Linked DNA regions of Mus musculus: regions 2, 3 and 4 are each linked to region 1. The links are chromatin contacts, called in public promoter capture Hi-C maps. All regions are on one chromosome and are shown on one strand. The core of a region is the stretch at or near the end of the contact, and the rest is flanking DNA. Distances in the headings are between cores, read along the strand shown. Region 1 holds the start of Prkab2 (protein kinase, AMP-activated, beta 2 non-catalytic subunit). Region 2 holds the start of Pex11b (peroxisomal biogenesis factor 11 beta). Region 3 holds the start of Sf3b4 (splicing factor 3b, subunit 4). Region 4 holds the start of Hjv (hemojuvelin BMP co-receptor).

Region 1 (4,407 bases), core at 147-2,646:
GGCTGACCTTGAACTCACAGAGATCTGCCTGCCTCTGCCTCTCAAGTCCTGGGATTAAAGATGTGCCACCATGCCCGGCTCAGTTCCCTTTTTTTATTCCACTGCTTTTAACTACCTCGTGATCTGAAGTGGCTGCTGGAGCTCTGGCCATTCTATGGACACCCTATACACAAAGAAAGAGAAACGGAGAAATTCTACTTACCATTTCCCCCTATCTATCTATTAGGGAGGCTAAGAAATGCATCTCTGTGGAGACAGACAACATCCTAAGGTTAGAGTCAGTGCTTCAGTAAAGAGGAAGGAAATCAATGTTAAGGTAGACCTCCAACTCTCTTTGCTACCTCACTGTTCCTTTTGAGTAATTACTTTCATTGTTTAAAATGTTAATCTATGTTTGAGTGTTTTGCCTACATGTTTGTATGTGCACCTGAAGGTGTTGTAGCGCCTGGAACAGATGATTATGAGCCACCTTGTAGGTGCTGGGACCAAACCCGGGTCCTCTAAAAGAACAGTAAGGGCTCTTAACCACTGAACCATCTCATCAGGGTTTATGACTTCTAATGGCTTTATGGTCGGCCTCATCTCACCGATCTACACACTTGTCTAAGATTCTGCCAGTGCTAATGACTGCAAGACCACTGAAACCTCAGTGGCAGACACGCTACTCTCACAGGACACCTCTCACTGTCTCAGCTCACTCAGTCTCTCCTGTGTCCAGAGTTCTTTGACCCCACTGGGCCCTCCATCAGCCTATTTTATCTTCACTTCCAGCCGACTGGTTTCAAAACGCTAGTCCAATAGTATATTCCCAGCCTACCTGTGCTCTCACTCATTAGCTGTTTGCATTAATCCACACAGCTAATCACAGTAACAGAAAACACCGCTTTGATGAGTTTGGGCATCACATAGAAGTAAGTCTTCTGCAGTAACTGCCATCACGTGTCTAGTCAATTCTCTGTCCTACTTTTTATTTCATGCCTCCTGGGACAACTAAAAAGGTTGCTTGGTAGAGGCGTACGCGGAATATGAAAATGTGGATCCACTATGCACCGCTGTCCAGTCGTTTGAGGTGATCCTGTTAAAAGTGCAGATTCTAATTCTGTACCTAGGGCACGGGGAGGCCTCGGATTCGGCTTTTCTAATAACCGCGTGCCCCATGGATAGACAAACTGCTTAGGAAGACAAGACGCCCCACTATCAAGCCCTGGGCGGACAGTTCACAGCCCTAATCCCGACCCGGACCCCACCCTCGGCCCCGCCCCAAGCCGGAGCTGCGCACGCACCCACCACAGAGGCGGTGCTGGTGGCTAGAGAGGCAGGCGACCCAGGCTGAGGAGGGGGCGGGGCTGGAGCGCAGGGGGCGGAACAAGAGGCTCGGTGGGCGGGGCCAGAGGCAGAGGCGGTACCTCGTCGCGGGCCTTGTAGCCATTTTAGGAGGAAACCCGGTTCGCTGGTTTGGGGCGCGGCTTCAATTTCAATAACTTTATTGGTCTCCTTGTACGCCGAACAGCCGGCGTGCGTGTAGCCACGCGAGCCCGGAGCGCATCGCCCGAGGTGAGCGGCGTGGGGGGTGTGCGGGACCGGGGCTGTGGGGCAGCGAGGGCTCCCGGAGCCGGTTCTCCGAGCCGAGGCGTCCGTGAAGCGGGTAAGGGAGGGGACCCCGGGCGCGGTCCCCTGCGGCGGGGATTCCCTTCCCGGGCGCAGGGGCGGGGCCGGGGCGCCCCTGACGCAGCCGCGGGGGTGTTCCCCGCCTGGTGTCATTCCCCGCGGCAGGTTGCCCCCGACTCGAGCTGCAGCCATGGGAAACACTACCAGCGAGCGGGTGTCCGGGGAGCGCCACGGAGCCAAAGCTGCTCGAGCTGAGGGCGGCGGCCATGGCCCGGGAAAGGAGCACAAGATCATGGTGGGGAGCACGGACGACCCCAGCGTCTTCAGCCTGCCCGACTCCAAGGTGAGGTAGCGGGGCTGCCGGCAGCTCCGCCCTTCTTGGTTCTTCCTCCTCATTCTCAAGGGTTATGGGCTTTTTAACTAGAAGGCTATTCCGCGGATAGAGATGCTGGGTGCTAATTCCTCCTAGATACTACCTCAAATTAGGATAGGGGCGCGGAGTTGTTTTCCTGCTGCTCAGAGTAATCTGTGGGCCAACCTTTTAGGACGAGTACCAAAAACCCATCCCCTGCCAGCCCCATCCTTGGATCTACGTGCAGGTTGCCCTCTTCCAGAGCTTGCAGGATGTATAGGTTGTGAGCGCGGGTGGAAACTTCGGAGGGTGCGTTGTCTGAGCTATTGAAAAGGGCTCAGTTTCTCACATTGGCCTCAAGATAGCTAGATGACTTCTCCCTGAAAATGTCTCTGTGTAGGTCTCCTTCTTGCTCTCTCTTACGTGTTCTGCATCACCTCTTCGATCCTCGTCCACCTTTGTATGGCTCTGAGCTGCCATCAGTTGATTACTTGAATACTTTCCCCTAGTCTTGGGGATCCATATAGGACATCATTTGGTTAATGGCTCAGATCTTTTTTTGAAACGTGCCGTTTTAAAATGTAGCTGTGAGCTTTGCACAGGAGAGCAAGTCACTTTACTTCACTCCTCAGAAGTACTTCAAAACGTTGCCCGGGGCTCAAAACCACCCTCTACTGACCTGAAGCCTTAGCTCTCAATTCCATAGACTTGGAGCCAGAGGCCACTTTTGGTCACTCAAAAGAAGAGCCAGATGGAGCTGACAGCAGTGTGATTGCTACCCTAATGTTCCTAATCACTTAGAAATGTCAGCATTAAATACATGTAATTTCTCCCGGTAGACTTTCTGGAGTGAAAAAGAAAACCCGGCCCTTGGGGATGGGGTGGGGTGGTGGACATTTATCACTTCCCAGTGAACTGAGGCTTAGGATAACAGAGTTTTATTTGCCACTTTGATGGCACATGAAATTTGAATTACACACCTTATTTTCTCCGATCGAGATTGAGAACGCCGTTAGAAAAGTGCGTCATTGAACCGGCCATTTCTTGGGGTTCCCTCTTCCCTGTTTCCTCTCCTCTAGGATTCCTCCTCATTTGGGCCCTGGACTCAGCCTAGATTTCCTTCTCCAAAGCTTATCTAGGATGACAGGCAGGCCGTGTATTTTTGCTCATTCCTACATTGATGACTCAGGATTTGGGTACAGTCAAACTGTGACTGCAGTAATTGGTGTCCTGAATAAGAGCCAGGCTGCTCTGTGTGGATTTAGGCCTGTTCTAGAACATTCTTTCCCTCATATCTTGCCCTTTGTGAAATGAAAAAAGTAGTTCAAACAATTACCCATGTCTTATCAGATTGAAAACTTTATAGTTCATGCCCTCCCCTCCACACACACACACACACTGAATTTCCTTAAACATTTGCAGGCTGTACTTTGAATGCTGCTTTGCTGCTGTTCGTGGTGATTTCGCTGATGGTTTAACTGGAGCAAACAGTTTTTCTGCAAGTCAGCAGCAGTCATTCCTACCACAGAAATGTCATGTCATAAGTGGAAGGGCTTTGCTCCAAAGCCAGGCATATTAATAGTTTAGAGCTTTCAAATCCTAAACTGAAAATCCTTAAGTCATAAACGTAATTGATAGGAACGGTGGGGCTGGGGGCATCTTTGCTTCAAAGGTCAGGGTTATCAATAGTCTTAGTCAGTGCTTCTCAGCCCTGTTTGTATGACAGGATCCCCCAAGAATGCTTTAAAAACCTTACGAGAAATCTGACACACTTATAAAATGAACTGTGTAATGAACTGTGTGTATGTCACCCTGTTTATACGGTGCTGGAAGGTCATGAAAGACTTCCTCTGGGATCCAAGCCTCTCCTCTACCAGCCACTCTGAAACAGATTTCAAACAGGTCAACAAATAGTATTTCTAACATTTTAGGACATTCCTCAAAGGTGACCGTTTAAAGCTGATATGATAGCGGCTCACACCTGTGATTTCAGCTGTTTCAGAGGCAGAGGCAGGAAAAACCTTGCCAGGCTGGACTGGAGTGAAAATTTGACCCCTAGAGAACGATAAAATATGTTTTTCCTTGTTTATTGTAATGTGATAAGAGTGTTGTTATCTGAAGGCTTTAAAAATATATATTCCCAAAATCCTATGAGGACTCAGAGACTCTGAGGGTTGTTTTGAGCCATATGTAAGCACTCCCAGTGCAACTGTCAGCCCCAGGGCATTGCTTTGAGGTTCCAGAGACCACCGTTTTGTCTTAATCCAGTCCCCTGAATAATGTAAAAGTCCCTTCCCTTTTCTTTCACACTTGCTTTGGTCTATATTTGTACTGTAGTCATAAGGACTATCGAGAAACAGATCGAAGGTAAACTTTTTTCATTTTGGAAAGAACAGGGGAAATCCCAAATAAATAAGCTAGACTTTTCTTACTCTAGCCCTCATCAT
Region 2 (4,410 bases), core at 594-3,093, 1.0 Mb before region 1:
AGAAGTAAGCAATTTCTTGGGGCTGGTGAGATGGCTTAGCGGGTGGGTAAGAACCACCTCTTCCAGAGGTCCTAAGTCCAAATCCAGCAACTACATGGTAGCTCACAACCACCTGGAATGAGATCTGATGCCCTCTTCTGGTGTGTCTAACGTCTGCTACAGTGTACTTACATATAATAATAAATAAATCTTTAAAAAAAGGCAATTTCTTACTATTCCTAATGTCATTCTTTATACCATAAAATTTTCAAATTTTGGCTGGTACACGCCTTTAATCCCAGCACTCAGAGGAGGCAGAGGCAGGCAGATTTCTGAGTTCAAGGCCAGCTTGGTCTACAAAGTGAGTTCCAGGACAGCCGGGGCTATACAGAGAAACCCTGTCTCGAAAAAAAACAAAAAAAGTAAAGTGAGGATGTCAGATATATTGGAGTTAGAAACAGTTGTGAGCTGGAAGAGCAGACTGTACCCTTAACCACTGAGCCATCTCTCCAGACTCCTCCCTCACCCCCACCCCACTTTCTTTCTCCAGGCTGGTCTGGAACTCACAAAGAAAGATCTACCTGCCTCTTCCTCCCAAGGCTGGTATCAAAGGCATGCACCACCACTACACAGTGGTTTTGGTTTAAATATCTAATGAGGTTTTTGCCTGCATGTATGTTTATATACTATCTGTGTTCCTGGTGCCTGAGAAGATTAGAACAGGGCTCCAGAGCGTCTGGAACAGAAGTTACAGATGCTGTGAGCTGCTATGTGGATGGGGGATTCAATCTGTCTTCTGGAAAAGCAGCCAGTAGAAAAGCAGCAGAGCCAACTCCAGCCCTAGATTTCTTTTTATAGTGGTTGTAGAGATCTTGTTTGTGATATTGTAGGTTTTTTGTTGTTTTGGTTTTTTTCCTCCTCACAACTATAGTCAGGCTATTGCTGCTACAGGCAAGTTTTTTTTGTTTGTTTGTTTTTGTTTTGTTTTTCAAGACAGGGTTTCTCTGTGCAGTTCTGGCTGTCCTGGAACTCACTCTGTAGACCAGGCTGGTCTCAAATTCAGAAATTTGCCTGCCTCTGCCTCCCAAGTGTTGGGATTAAAGGCGGGTGCCACCATGCCCGGCTTCGCTTTTTTTTTTTTTTTTTTTTTTAAATAATGTGTAAAGGTGTAAAAGTGTTTTCCTTGTGTACCATGTTCATGCCTGGTACCTGCTGAGGTTTGAGAAGGGTGTTGGATCCCCTGGAGTTTACCCCCCTACTGCCTCTCCCCATCCACTTCATTTCTCTTCAGAAGAAGGCAGGTCTCCGTTAGGTATCAACAGCATGGTATATTAAGTTGCAGTAAGACTAGGCACCTTCTTTGATTAAGTCTTTCATGAGGCAACACAGCAGGAGGAAAGGGTCCCGCAGAATCAGAGACAGCCCCTGTTCCCGCTGTTAGAAGTCCCACAAGAAGACCAAACTACACAACTATAGCATGTGCGAAGCAGTCTCATGCAGGCTCCCTGTAGCAGTTCAGTCTGAGCCCCTATGGGCCCAGTTTACTTGACTCTGTGCATTTTCTTGTACAGTCCTTCCCCTTGTCTTATGCAAAATTCTCCAAGGTCTGCCTAACTTTTGGCTGTGGGTCTGTGCCTTTGTTTCTACCAGTTGCTGTGTGAAGCCTCTCTGATGACAATTGGGCTAGGCACCAATCTTTGAGTATAGCAGACCATCGTTGTCAAGCGGCATCTCATTACATCCGCTTTCCCTAGGACAAATAGTCTAGGACAGGCTTCTGCTGTTCTGGGCGTTTGGGGCGGGTGGCGTGTGCGCCTTGGCGGCAACCTACAGCGCCTCCTGGCTCCCGCAGGCCCCACCCCTTGCTGCTGAGAATTTAAAGCAGAATGTGCTCCTAGGGGCGTGCTTAAAAGCCGGAGACCATCCCAGAGAAGGGTGAGCTGCCGGAAATGCACCCACGATCTCGCTTCGCGTCCTGAAATTCCACTTCAAGGCCGGCTCCGGCTGCTTGGCTTTCCTGCCGCCGTTTGTCCCTCGCGAAGCCCCGTTGCTCGCCCAGGAGGCGTGACTTGGGGCTGGAAGCAGGCGGGCCGCTGCGCCGTGGGCCCGGGCTGCCGCTGTCATGGACGCCTGGGTCCGCTTCAGTGCTCAGAGCCAAGCCCGGGAGCGGCTGTGTAGGTGCGGCCGACGGAGGAGCGCGGGCGGGAGGGCAGAGCAGGGTCCCGCGAGGCGACGGGCGCGCTACGGGGTCCCTAAGGGTCAGCTGTGGCTACGGGGGCCCGCGCGGCCCCGGAGGCGTACTCCGCAGCCGGTTGTGAGATGATTCTTCCCTGCTCAAGGGAAAGATGGGGAAACTGAGGCATGAGTGGGCCAGCGGGGAGGCCACCTAGGTTTACTGTGTCCACAGAGAGCAACAGTTTCCTCGCTGCTGTGGTGGCACGAGGGGCGATCCTCTCGGTTCTGCGTCCTCTCACCAGTTGTGACCTAGGAGCCTCGCTATCTCGGCTCTTCTTCGGTTTCCATCAGTCCAAGAACCTTAATCTATCTCTTAGTTTACCTACCCGGAGAACTAATCTGCCCTTCAACTAGATCTTCCTCTGTCGTGTTTCATGTATAAAATCGCAGTGTGGACGTCTGCGATGAACCCCGGGCTGCTTACTGGCCCTAAACTTTAGGCCTCATCATTTTCAAAACTCTTAGTCTCTTAACTCCAAAGAGTGCTCTCCACCATCTTCTAGGCTTTATTTTCCTCGCATGTCTTTCCCTTCCCCTGGCTTTGAGGAAAAAAATGGAAAGATATTGGTGTGAAACCGAGGAAGTGTCCCTGGTGGGGTTTTTGTTTACCAATTATTATTTGTCTGAGTGTTTGGTCTGCAAGAATGTATGTGTACCACATGTGTGTCTAGTGCCTGCAAAGGACAGAAGAGAGTGGTGGATCCCTGGAACTAGAGTTACAGACAGTTATGAGCCACCGTGTGGGTGCTGGGAGTGGAACCCGGGTCCCCTGCAAGAGCAAGTGCTCTTAACCGCCTCACCAGCCCACGGAGGATATGGTTGGCAGAGGGGTTAGGGAGGCCTGTCCCTTACTCTACGTGTCCTCCCCTCCAGGGCCGCCCAGTATGCCTGTTCCCTTCTCGGCCATGCTTTGCAGAGACATGGGGCTAGTCCCGAGTTACAGAAACAGATTCGACAACTGGAGGGTCATCTGAGCCTCGGACGAAAGTGTAAGTAAAGCAGACCTTCCTCTTATCATCCTCAGCTGGTAGCCCATGGCCTCTCCTCCCGTTCTGCCAGTTCGCCATCATTTGCCACTCTCCTGCATGCCTCCAGTTGAGGTCAGAGAACAGGTATAAGGAAGTTAGCACTGATTGGAAAAACACGGCACGAGAACACTAAACTGGCACAAAAATGAATTACGATTGGAAGTTAAGAAAAAGAACAAATTATTTTTACTCTTTCTTCCTGTATGTTATTATTGCTTGCTCAACTTTTATTTTTCTCTTCCCCACCCCCACCCCTGCCTCTGGACTTCAAACCCTTGCTTTCCCTTGTTAATCTCTACAAGTGCTACGCCTGGGGAACTCAACAGATGCCCTGGAGTCAGCCAAAAGGGCTGTGCACCTGTCAGATGTCGTTCTGAGATTCTGCATCACTGTCAGTCACCTCAACCGAGCCTTGTACTTTGCCTGTGACAATGTCCTATGGGCTGGAAAGTCTGGGCTAGCTCCCCGAGTGGACCAGGAAAAGTGGGCACAGCGTTCATTCAGGTTGGTTTTCCTTTTATCCTACAAGACTATGTGTAGCCTTCATTCTGCAAAGCTTGCAAAGCTTGCATCGCTTGTAATAGTAAACATTTTGCTTTACACATATGGGTATTTTGCCTGCATGCCTGTGTACCATTTGTGTGCCTGGTGCTGGCAGAGGCCAAAAGAGGGCATCAGAATTGTAGTTCTAGATGGTTGTGAGCTGTCATGTGGGCTCTGGGAATCAAAACCCAGGTCCCAGGGAAGAGCAGCCAGTGCTTTTAACCACTAAACCATCACTCTAGACCCATATATTTACATTAATAAAAGTTACTATTGTAGGTGCTGCACATCTGTAGGTCAGACAACAGCTTTCAGTTGCTGGTTTTCTCCTACTGTGAGTTCCAGGTATCAAACTCAGGTTGAGAATAAAACTCAAGCCATTAGGTTTGCGTGGCAAGAGCTTCCACCTCCTGGCCCAGCTCCACTTCCATCCTCCTGGTCCATAACCTGCTATATATGAGACAGAGGGGTCTCAGGATTTTTTTTTTTTTTTTGAGTGTACAATGACTTTTCACGCCCATTGTTCCCACATCTGCTGATTCAAGCAACCACAGGCTGGAAATGTTGAGGGGAAAGTGCATCTGAATTAAACATGAAAATTGTTTGTGTCGTTATTCCTTAAACA
Region 3 (4,271 bases), core at 1,379-3,878, 1.5 Mb before region 1:
TCTGTCTGTCTGGGACTGGGATTTACGCTACAGCAAGGAACAGATATCACAGTTCCTTAATCCTGGCTACGATCCGGAGCATTGCCCAGACAGCAGGTTCTCTAGACAGCAGGTAAGATACCTACACTTCAACTCCCTTGACTCTCTCAGGTTCCCACTACTAGATGAGAATGACAGGATATCCGAGTCCCTCAGAGAAAGACACCACTATCTTTTATAGCTGTCACTTGCAGCCAGCCTTCAGCAAGACAGTTGTTCTAGAATAGCAGACAATGTTCTTTTGATATTCATTTTGGTTCATGTCCATATATTATACGTTTCTCTAAAATCAACCCAGTAAGCCCAAAACCCTAGTCTGCTGAGGAGAAGGGAGGTCAGAGGGAGGGGGCCGCAGTTTGTCACTGGAACAATGAGTCAGGGGCAGCTAGGTATCCCTTCCCACTTCTCAGTTGTCTGTTGACTTCTTCTCTTTTAGCAAAGCCTCATGGTTCCTGGACCCCCTAGTTCTATGTGGCTGTTCTCTAGAGGGACCCTGACCCCACTGAATCAGCTCTGTCCTTGGCAAGACAGCTCCTCCTTGCTGGCAGTCTCTTCTCATTGGCTCCCTCGACCTGCCAGATCCTCCGAAAGCCTAGCTGACCAGGAATGGGGGCTCCCCTCACATTGGGGAGCTTGCCCTTTACCTCCCGGGCTACTGCTGCCTGGATATCTGGGACCACAGATCAGGTTCTGGAAACGCTGTTACCTGAGGGGCAGGCCTGAGGTCCAGGTGAGAAGGGAAGACAGACTGGATGGGGGAGAATGAGCTGGAAAGGCAAAGGGCTGGAGGAACTGGGGAGTAGCATTGCATTTTTCAAACTGGGCCCACTTGGGATAGGAGATGGTGAGAAAACTGCCTGTGGCTTGGATCATGTAGAATCTAGAGCACTGTTAGAAGGGAAAGATCACTTAAGACTCTAGAAGTACCAAGGATCTTAGTAGAAAAATAGCCGGGTAGTTGTGGCGCATACCTTTTAATCCTAGATCTCAGGAGGCAGAGGCAAGTGGATCTCTGAGTTTGAGCTAGTTCCAGAACAGACAGGGCTACACAGAGAAACCCAACTGGAAAAACAAAACAAACAAAACAAAAAACAGAAAAGGGGGAAAAAAAAGGAACCAGGAAGCAAGCCCTGTAACAGTCTTCCTCTGTGCGCTTTGCCCCTCCCCAGATGGGCTCCTCAGCTCTCACAGTCTCTGCCCTTCAGGATGAGCTTTCTCACCTTCAGGAACTGTTAAGACAATGGACACCAAGAATATCTCCCGAGGACCAGAGCAAGAAAAGAGATCCGAATACCATCCTCTCTCAGATCTGCTGAAACTGTTTGTTAGCGTCGTTCTCAGAGGCAGGGCAGGGGTCTCTGCTCATCTTCCTGTCTGACCTTGACGCCTCAGCTTTGGCATTCCAGTCTGCAGAGTTCACTTAGAAGGCCCGTTTCTGTAGCAGATGGTGGCGCTACCAACCTAAAGGTCTCCCGATTTGTTTGATTTCTGGGGCTATTTTCATTTCTTGTGATTTGAAAACTAAGAAACAAGACCAGTTCAGAATGTGATTGCCCCTTTTCCCAGGCAATTCTGTACCTTTTGGATGGCCGTCAAAACTGTGACATGAGAGACCCTTTTCATCAGTCCCAACAATGATGTCCTAGAGACCTCATTCGCAACCTCTCTACACTACTTTGAAATCTTTTCTTAGTCTTCTGTGGGAACGAGGTGAATAAGGGAGAAACCGTCTCCTCCCACTGTATATTTTCATAGCAGCGTTTCTATTTAAGGAGTTCATTAAAGCACAGTATTTCTACACATTGCTGGTATTTTCTTGTGTTGAATGAAGATCTCAGCAAAGCCGTGGGGGTGGAGGGGAGGGTGTGAACTGAGAAAAACACCCAAATTATTGTAAGGAAATAAAGGATCCAAGTCAGGCGTGGCCTGGAAGAAATACACATAAAATATGGGGGAAGGGGTCCGCACACCTTTTTTGAGACATGGTCTCTATGTGTCTATTAGGCCAGCTGGAACTCTGTTTTTTGAGACAGGTTTTCTGTGTGGCCATGGCTGTCCTGGAACTCGTTCTGTAGACCTGGCTGGCCTTTAACTCAAGAGATCCATGTCTGCTCCTTAAAGCTTCGATACCAGCCCGCAACCCAACCCGGTTTCGTGTCCCAGATTTCCCAAGATAAGCGGAGATTTGACACTTAGGGGAAAACAAAATACCTCAGGCTCAAGTCTAGGCCGAGGGCGAGTCTGCACGAGCGTCGTGGACCTCACTAAATAATAGGTCGCTCCAGAAGGCAGTCCTGGCCCTGCACTTAGGACACAACTCTGCGTCACAGAACGTACAAAGCCTGGTTTTGCACTTGAATGTGCGTTTGGGGAGCCGTGTGAGCCTCTAACAGTCTGGAAGCATCCGGGGCTTTAGTTAACTGTGTCGAGACGGGCTGAGCACATCCGTTCCGCCCCGACTACAGCAGCAGCCCTAGAGCGCCTTTCCCTTCCGAAAGACAAGACTCCGACCCCTAAGATGGCCGCGATCGCTTCCGGCTCCTCCCCCCCCCCCCGGCGCCGGCCCCGCCCAACGTGAGCCTTGGCCCGGAAGTGGAAGTTGTAACTGAGGTCAGGGGGCGGTGCTGCTGCTTAGAGACGGCGGGAGCCCCTTCGCCATGGCTGCCGGACCGATCTCCGAACGGAATCAGGGTAATTGGGAGAGAAGAGCCCAAGATAGGAGCAGGGAAGTGGAGGGAAGATTAGTGCCGGAAGCGTTCCCCCTGGGGTGGTAGACGAGATCCCCCCCGGTGGGACACCGACCTCTGGGCACCTGGCTGGCCGCGAGGCCGGGTGCAGGCCGAGGCCTGTGAGAAGCGATGCTTCTAGATCAGCTCCCTCCACCAAGAAGACAAAAGCCTCCCGGGAGTACCGGACCAGCAAGAATGCCAAATTAGACGTAGCAGATTTTCTAGATGATGGTGGCAGAGGGAATTTCAGGGCTTTAGGCGACGGTTTTTGGTTTTTGTCTTCTTTTTCACTGCCGACTCCTCATCGCCTGCTTCTTCCCTTTAGATGCCACGGTGTACGTGGGCGGTCTGGACGAGAAAGTGAGTGAGCCGCTGCTGTGGGAGCTCTTTCTCCAGGCAGGGCCAGTGGTCAACACCCACATGCCCAAGGACAGAGTCACTGGCCAGCACCAGGGTGAGTAGGGTACGGGGCAGGAATCAGCCCTGGAGAGGGTTAACCGGCCCCGAAGAGGCTCAGCCGCTAGGCACAGCGCCTTTGGAATGAGCAACCTAAAGATTGCTTTCTCCTTCAGCTTCAATTCCCAGTTTCTGGAATATTTTCTCTTAGCTCTAGTTTCTGGAACCATTCTCAACCATTCTCTGTGTAGTCCTGGCTGTCCTAGATCTTGCTCTGTAGACCAGGCTGGTCACGATCTTTGAGCTCCACCTGCCTCTGCTACGAAGTGGTGGCATTAAAAGCACGTGCACGTGCAGTCGCCCAGCTATTATCTATTATGTTCTTTGTGTTTGAAGGCTGGGGAGTTAATGTTTCATTTTGAGTCTCTTCCCCTGAATGATGGGTTTTTTTTGTTTGTTTGTTTTTTGTTTTGTTTTGTTTTTTTCATTGATTCCCCAGGCTATGGCTTTGTTGAATTCCTGAGCGAGGAAGATGCCGACTATGCCATTAAGATTATGAACATGATCAAACTCTATGGAAAGCCAATACGGGTGAACAAGGCCTCAGCTCACAACAAAAACCTGGATGTGGGAGCCAACATTTTCATTGGAAATCTGGACCCAGAAATTGATGAAAAGCTGCTTTACGATACTTTCAGCGCCTTTGGAGTCATCCTACAGACCCCCAAGATCATGCGGGACCCTGACACAGGCAACTCCAAGGGTTACGCCTTCATTAATTTTGCCTCCTTCGATGCTTCGGATGCAGCAATTGAGGCCATGAACGGGCAGTACCTGTGTAACCGTCCTATCACTGTGTCTTATGCCTTCAAGAAGGACTCTAAGGGTGAACGCCATGGCTCAGCAGCTGAAAGACTCCTGGCAGCCCAGAACCCGCTGTCCCAGGCTGACCGCCCTCACCAGCTGTTTGCCGATGCACCCCCTCCGCCCTCTGCCCCCAATCCCGTGGTTTCATCCCTGGGTTCTGGGCTTCCTCCACCAGGTACAGCTTGGAGTTCAGACTGTGCCAGTGAGGCTCTTGGGAGGGAGGCTCAGGAGGCAGAAGCA
Region 4 (4,521 bases), core at 1,067-3,566, 1.1 Mb before region 1:
CTGTAAAATACTTTGGTACTAGTTGGGCACAGTGGCCCCTGCCTATAACCCAGCACCTTCAGGGTAATTATCTAAATCATCTGGCCAACATAAAAGGTTCTAAGCCAGCTGGGACCACACATATAACAACACTCTGTTTCAAAACAACTGATTCCTTAAAAATATTTTTATTTTTTAAATTTTATGTGCATATGTGTATGCCTGAGTGTATGTGTGTATGTGCACCACATGTATGTGTATGTGGCCTGAATGTATGTATGTCTGTGCACTAACTGTGTGCAGAAGCCATTAGAGGTCAACTGAGGGTATTGGAGCTCCTAAACTGGAATTACAGTTAGTAATGAGCTATCATGTGGGTGATAGAAGTGGAACCTGAATTCCCTGTAGGAGCAGCAAGTGCTTCAACCACTAAACCATCCTTCCAGCCTCAAGAAACTGTTTTTTTTTTGCACGTATTTTGGGTTTCAGAGTATATGCCACTTTGCATTTTATAGACAACCTAGTATGTCTTAAAGTCACTTGATTAATTTAGTTGGGGGATGTCTTAGTCAGGGTGTGTATTCCTACACAAAACATCATGACCAAGAAGCAAATTGGGGAGGAAAGGGTTTATTCAGCTTACACTTCCACATTGCTGTTCATCACCAAAGGAAGTCAGGACTGGAACTCAAGCAGGTCAGGAAGCAGGAGCTGATGCAGAGGCCATGGAGGGATGTTACTTACTGGCTTGCTTCCCCTGGCTTGCCCAGCTTGCTCTCTTATAGAACTAAGACTACCAGCCCAGAGATGGTCCCACCCACAATGGGCAGGGCTCGCCCCACTTGATCACTAATTGAGAAAATGCTTACAGCTGGATCTCATGGAGGCACTTCCTCAAGGGAGGCTCCTTTCTCTGTGATAACTCCAGCCTGTGTCAAGTTGACACACCCAACCATCCAGTGCAGGGAAATTTTATGGAATAAAAGTTCTTGGGATGTGGGCTGGTGAAATGGCTCAGCAGGTAGGTAGAGGAACTAGCTACCAAACCTCACATTTGGCCCCTAACGCCCACATGGTGGGAGGAAAGAATTGACTCCTATAACGTTTCTGACATCCACATAGGTACACACAGACACACAGAGACAGACATGTTCTAAATAACTTAATGTAAAAGATTATTGTGATATGGTCTTGTATAGTTGAGAAAAAGCTAAATTCATTATAAAAAATACATGTGCTCCCACACTTCTCTTGTAAAGTGTGTGTGTGTGTGTGTGTGTGTGTGTGTATGCGTGCCTGAGAAGGGACCATGTACCATGTGGACCTGTAGAACTTCATGTAGAGCTGACAGGGCCAGAAGCTTTTGTGACACACTTTGTAATCAGTCCTGTGCTGCTTTCCCTTGGCAAGTACTGTGGGACAGTGTCCCAGAAATGCCACCAGGTGAAAAGACGGACATAGCTAAAACCCTGATTATAATTGAATCTTCAAACAGTTTGTCTATAAAAGTATATTCCCAAATGTCTTCCTTCTGAATTCACCTATCTAACGCCACTCCTCTGTGGATCAGTAGTGTTCAAAACTGACTCCGATTCTTCTCTCTGCCTCTGTTACTACCCCGGCCCCGGCCCCTGCAACCTGGAAGCTTCTGTTTTTTGTGTTTGTATTGATGAGGAGGAGGGAGGAGGGATTGTTGCACAAACTAGTGTAATGGAAAAGGTGGAGAGAGAGTAGACAGCTGCAGAGATCTGATCTGGGCAGACGGAATAAACCCTTCTCGAAACAATTCTGCTCTCGGATTTCTCGGGACAGCTGGACCTTTCAGCTTCTGAAATAGTTGGCAGAGATGGGGGAGGGTCTCTGAACTATGCTTGCCGTCCATCTTCAAAGCCGGCCACCTCAGTGTATTATGTGTAGAAGAAATTCAATGGAATCCTCAGTAAAGAGAGGATGAGAGCAGTGAGTGACTGGCATCACACAAAATCACCACCAGCAGTCTTAAAGGCATTACTGGGAATACTGAGTTCATTACTGGGAATGCTGGAGGGCCTGAGTGGCAGCTTATAAGCTACAGTTGGATATATGACTTGGCCATCATCTTTCTTTATACTCTCCCTCCCTTGGTATCCAATATTTCCATATTCCATCCTTATTTTGCTCATCGTTCCTGCTGCCTTAGCTCCCACACCCCACTGCCACCAACGTTCCTGGAATTTTGGACCTAGCTATTTTTAAAACTGTCAACTCAGTAGGCACCTCCCTCCTCCTCTCAGCTGTCCAGTACTTGGGCCAACCATATACTCTCCCTCCCCCCTCCCCCCACACCAAACCTCCTCTGGCTCTCTGACCTGAGTGAGACTGCAGCCATTCCGGGGCAATCATGGAGAAAGAGATGGGGGACCCCCTGGCTGGAGCAGACCAACAGAATAGGCAACTATGGCTCGAGAACCCAGTATCAGAGTAATGCTTGACCTCGGGAAACAGTAAGTCCAGATGAAATGTCGATCACTTTGATAAGCTTTTGGGTCAAGGCCAGAACTTCATAAAGTTACAGACATCTGTTCTGAAAACTAAGATCTCCCCTTAGCAACTACCCCAGTCTTCACTTTTCCTCTTGCCTAGATGTTTTCTAATCCATGGCCATTTGATGTTTAATGCTGCCTCTCTCTGGCTTTCCTATTTTCCTCTCCATCTTATTACACCAAGACCTTGGGAGAGGGGGAGGGGGCAGTGCTAAGGACTGGGCCCAGGGCCTTGAGCATGGTAAACACTCAGCTACCATCGAGTTACACTCCCATCCCTACCTCAAGACCTCTCTGACCTCCTGCTCATATGCTTATCCCAAAGTAGGGTTTTGACAGGAGAAAAGGAGACAGACCCTCCCCCATATCTGTTCTCCTCAAAAGACCAGGAGTGTCTGGATTGGGCTTTTCAGCTGGGTCTGGAAAAACACATGAACTGTTAGACAGAAACATATATTAATTTGAATGCTTGATTTGTACCCCATCCTGTGAGAGGGATCGTACTGTCAGCCCTCTGGAGAGGCTGAGAGACCGGCTCTCCTTTCACTGGGAAGGTGATATCGTAGACAGGGCGTCTGCCTACCATGTTACCCTTTGTGCCCTTCTAACACAGTGAAGAAAATGAAACGGCAGGTGGTTTCTGGTGGGAAGGATCCATAAGAAGTATGTTCTTAAAGCGTGATCAGATCCTGGTGCTACTGGGGACCCACTGACATGGTCAGAACCTCACTTTCTCTAGGGGTCCTCCATTTTTGGCACATCTGCTATTTGGTAGTCAGGATGGGGCAGTACACTGGACTCTGCACACTGAGGTCACTCAACCTTCCCTCCACCACCACCCCGCCCCCGTAGGCATATTGCACAAGGGACCTGAAGGTGGCCGCAGGGGCAGGGCACAGAGGCTCACCAGCCACGCTCACCCTCTGGAAGCCTCCTTCTTCCCAAGATCCAGTCTGTCTCATTTTTGTTTTGGTCTCTTCAGATGCTCTCTCTACCCACCATCTTGACTGGTCTCCAACCCTTCTCTTTCCCCACACTCAGCCAAATTTCTTCTTCCAGTCACAGAAGTACCCAGAGAAATTCACTAGGTAGGAGGCTCATCATCTGGGAAGAACCGGTGCCTGGGGGGACCTGGCTGGATAGGTATGGGCCAGTCCCCTAGTCCCCGGTCCCCCCACGGCAGCCCTCCAACTCTAAGCACCCTCACTCTCCTGCTGCTCCTCTGTGGACAGGGTAAGGAAGGGCCAGGGAAGGGTTGGACATATCCAGAGGTTAGGATGCTGGGTAGGAATGAGCGCGCGGGGGTGGGGGTGGGTGGGGGTGTGGGGGTGTGGGGGGTGGGGGGAGAGTGAGGAGGGATGTGTGCTGAGTCCCAGCACCTCCCAACTCTGAAAGAGGCCTGTCTTGTTTCCCATTTAACTTGAAGAAGGACACAGATGGCGTCCTTAGACCCCAGGGAAAAGAAGTCTGACTGCTTTACACGTTTTTAGTAGAGGAAAGGAGGGAAGGAGGCAAGGATTGGGAGAATGAAGGTTGAGATTGGGAAAGCGGCCACGCTGAGTGGTAGGAACGGTGGGATGGCGGATGGTTTTTGGCAGTTAGGTGCATACTGGACTTGGATAGAACCTGTGTCTCATTTCACTGCCCTCTCCCTTCCGTCCCCAGCTCACTCCCAGTGCAAGATCCTCCGCTGCAATGCCGAGTATGTCTCGTCCACTCTGAGTCTTCGGGGAGGTGGCTCACCGGACACGCCGCGTGGAGGCGGCCGTGGTGGGCTGGCCTCAGGTGGCTTGTGTCGCGCCCTGCGCTCCTACGCTCTCTGCACGCGGCGCACGGCCCGCACCTGCCGCGGGGACCTTGCTTTCCACTCTGCGGTGCATGGCATAGAGGACCTGATGATCCAGCACAACTGCTCACGCCAGGGTCCCACGGCCCCGCCCCCGGCCCGGGGCCCCGCCCTGCCCGGGGCCGGGCCAGCGCCCCTGACCCCAGATCCCTGTGACTATGAGGCCCGGTTTTC

The links. Promoter capture Hi-C pulls out the DNA fragments that hold promoters and counts their contacts.
Region 2: a contact with region 1 is called in a promoter capture Hi-C map of liver, with 4 times the contacts expected there. The contact joins the promoter of Pex11b here to the promoter of Prkab2 in region 1. A contact is called at or near these places in 2 of 39 promoter capture datasets (hippocampal neurons and liver).
Region 3: a promoter capture Hi-C map of liver shows a contact between it and region 1, with 2.7 times the contacts expected there. The contact joins the promoter of Sf3b4 here to the promoter of Prkab2 in region 1. A contact is called at or near these places in 2 of 39 promoter capture datasets (hippocampal neurons and liver).
Region 4: a promoter capture Hi-C map of liver shows a contact between it and region 1, with 2.7 times the contacts expected there. The contact joins the promoter of Hjv here to the promoter of Prkab2 in region 1. A contact is called at or near these places in 2 of 39 promoter capture datasets (hippocampal neurons and liver).

Annotation. Positions count from the first base shown.
Region 1 is chr3:97,656,816-97,661,222 of GRCm38.p6, forward strand. It overlaps Prkab2 (protein kinase, AMP-activated, beta 2 non-catalytic subunit), which reads left to right and starts at 1,397. Exons shown (of 8, transcript NM_182997.2): 1 at 1,397-1,554; 2 at 1,774-1,951. The coding sequence starts at 1,799.
Region 2 is chr3:96,633,587-96,637,996 of GRCm38.p6, forward strand. It overlaps Pex11b (peroxisomal biogenesis factor 11 beta), which reads left to right and starts at 1,844. Exons shown (of 4, transcript NM_011069.3): 1 at 1,844-2,157; 2 at 3,088-3,203; 3 at 3,545-3,746. The coding sequence starts at 2,102. It overlaps Rbm8a (RNA binding motif protein 8a), which reads left to right. Exons shown (of 6, transcript NM_001102407.1): 6 at 1-205.
Region 3 is chr3:96,169,878-96,174,148 of GRCm38.p6, forward strand. It overlaps Sf3b4 (splicing factor 3b, subunit 4), which reads left to right and starts at 2,629. Exons shown (of 6, transcript NM_153053.4): 1 at 2,629-2,730; 2 at 3,094-3,222; 3 at 3,664-4,206. The coding sequence starts at 2,697. It overlaps Mtmr11 (myotubularin related protein 11), which reads left to right. Exons shown (of 17, transcript NM_181409.3): 15 at 1-112; 16 at 476-769; 17 at 1,209-1,841. The coding sequence ends at 1,355.
Region 4 is chr3:96,522,869-96,527,389 of GRCm38.p6, forward strand. Hjv (hemojuvelin BMP co-receptor) reads left to right here and starts at 2,317. Exons shown (of 4, transcript NM_027126.4): 1 at 2,317-2,462; 2 at 3,561-3,734; 3 at 4,167-4,521. The coding sequence starts at 3,647.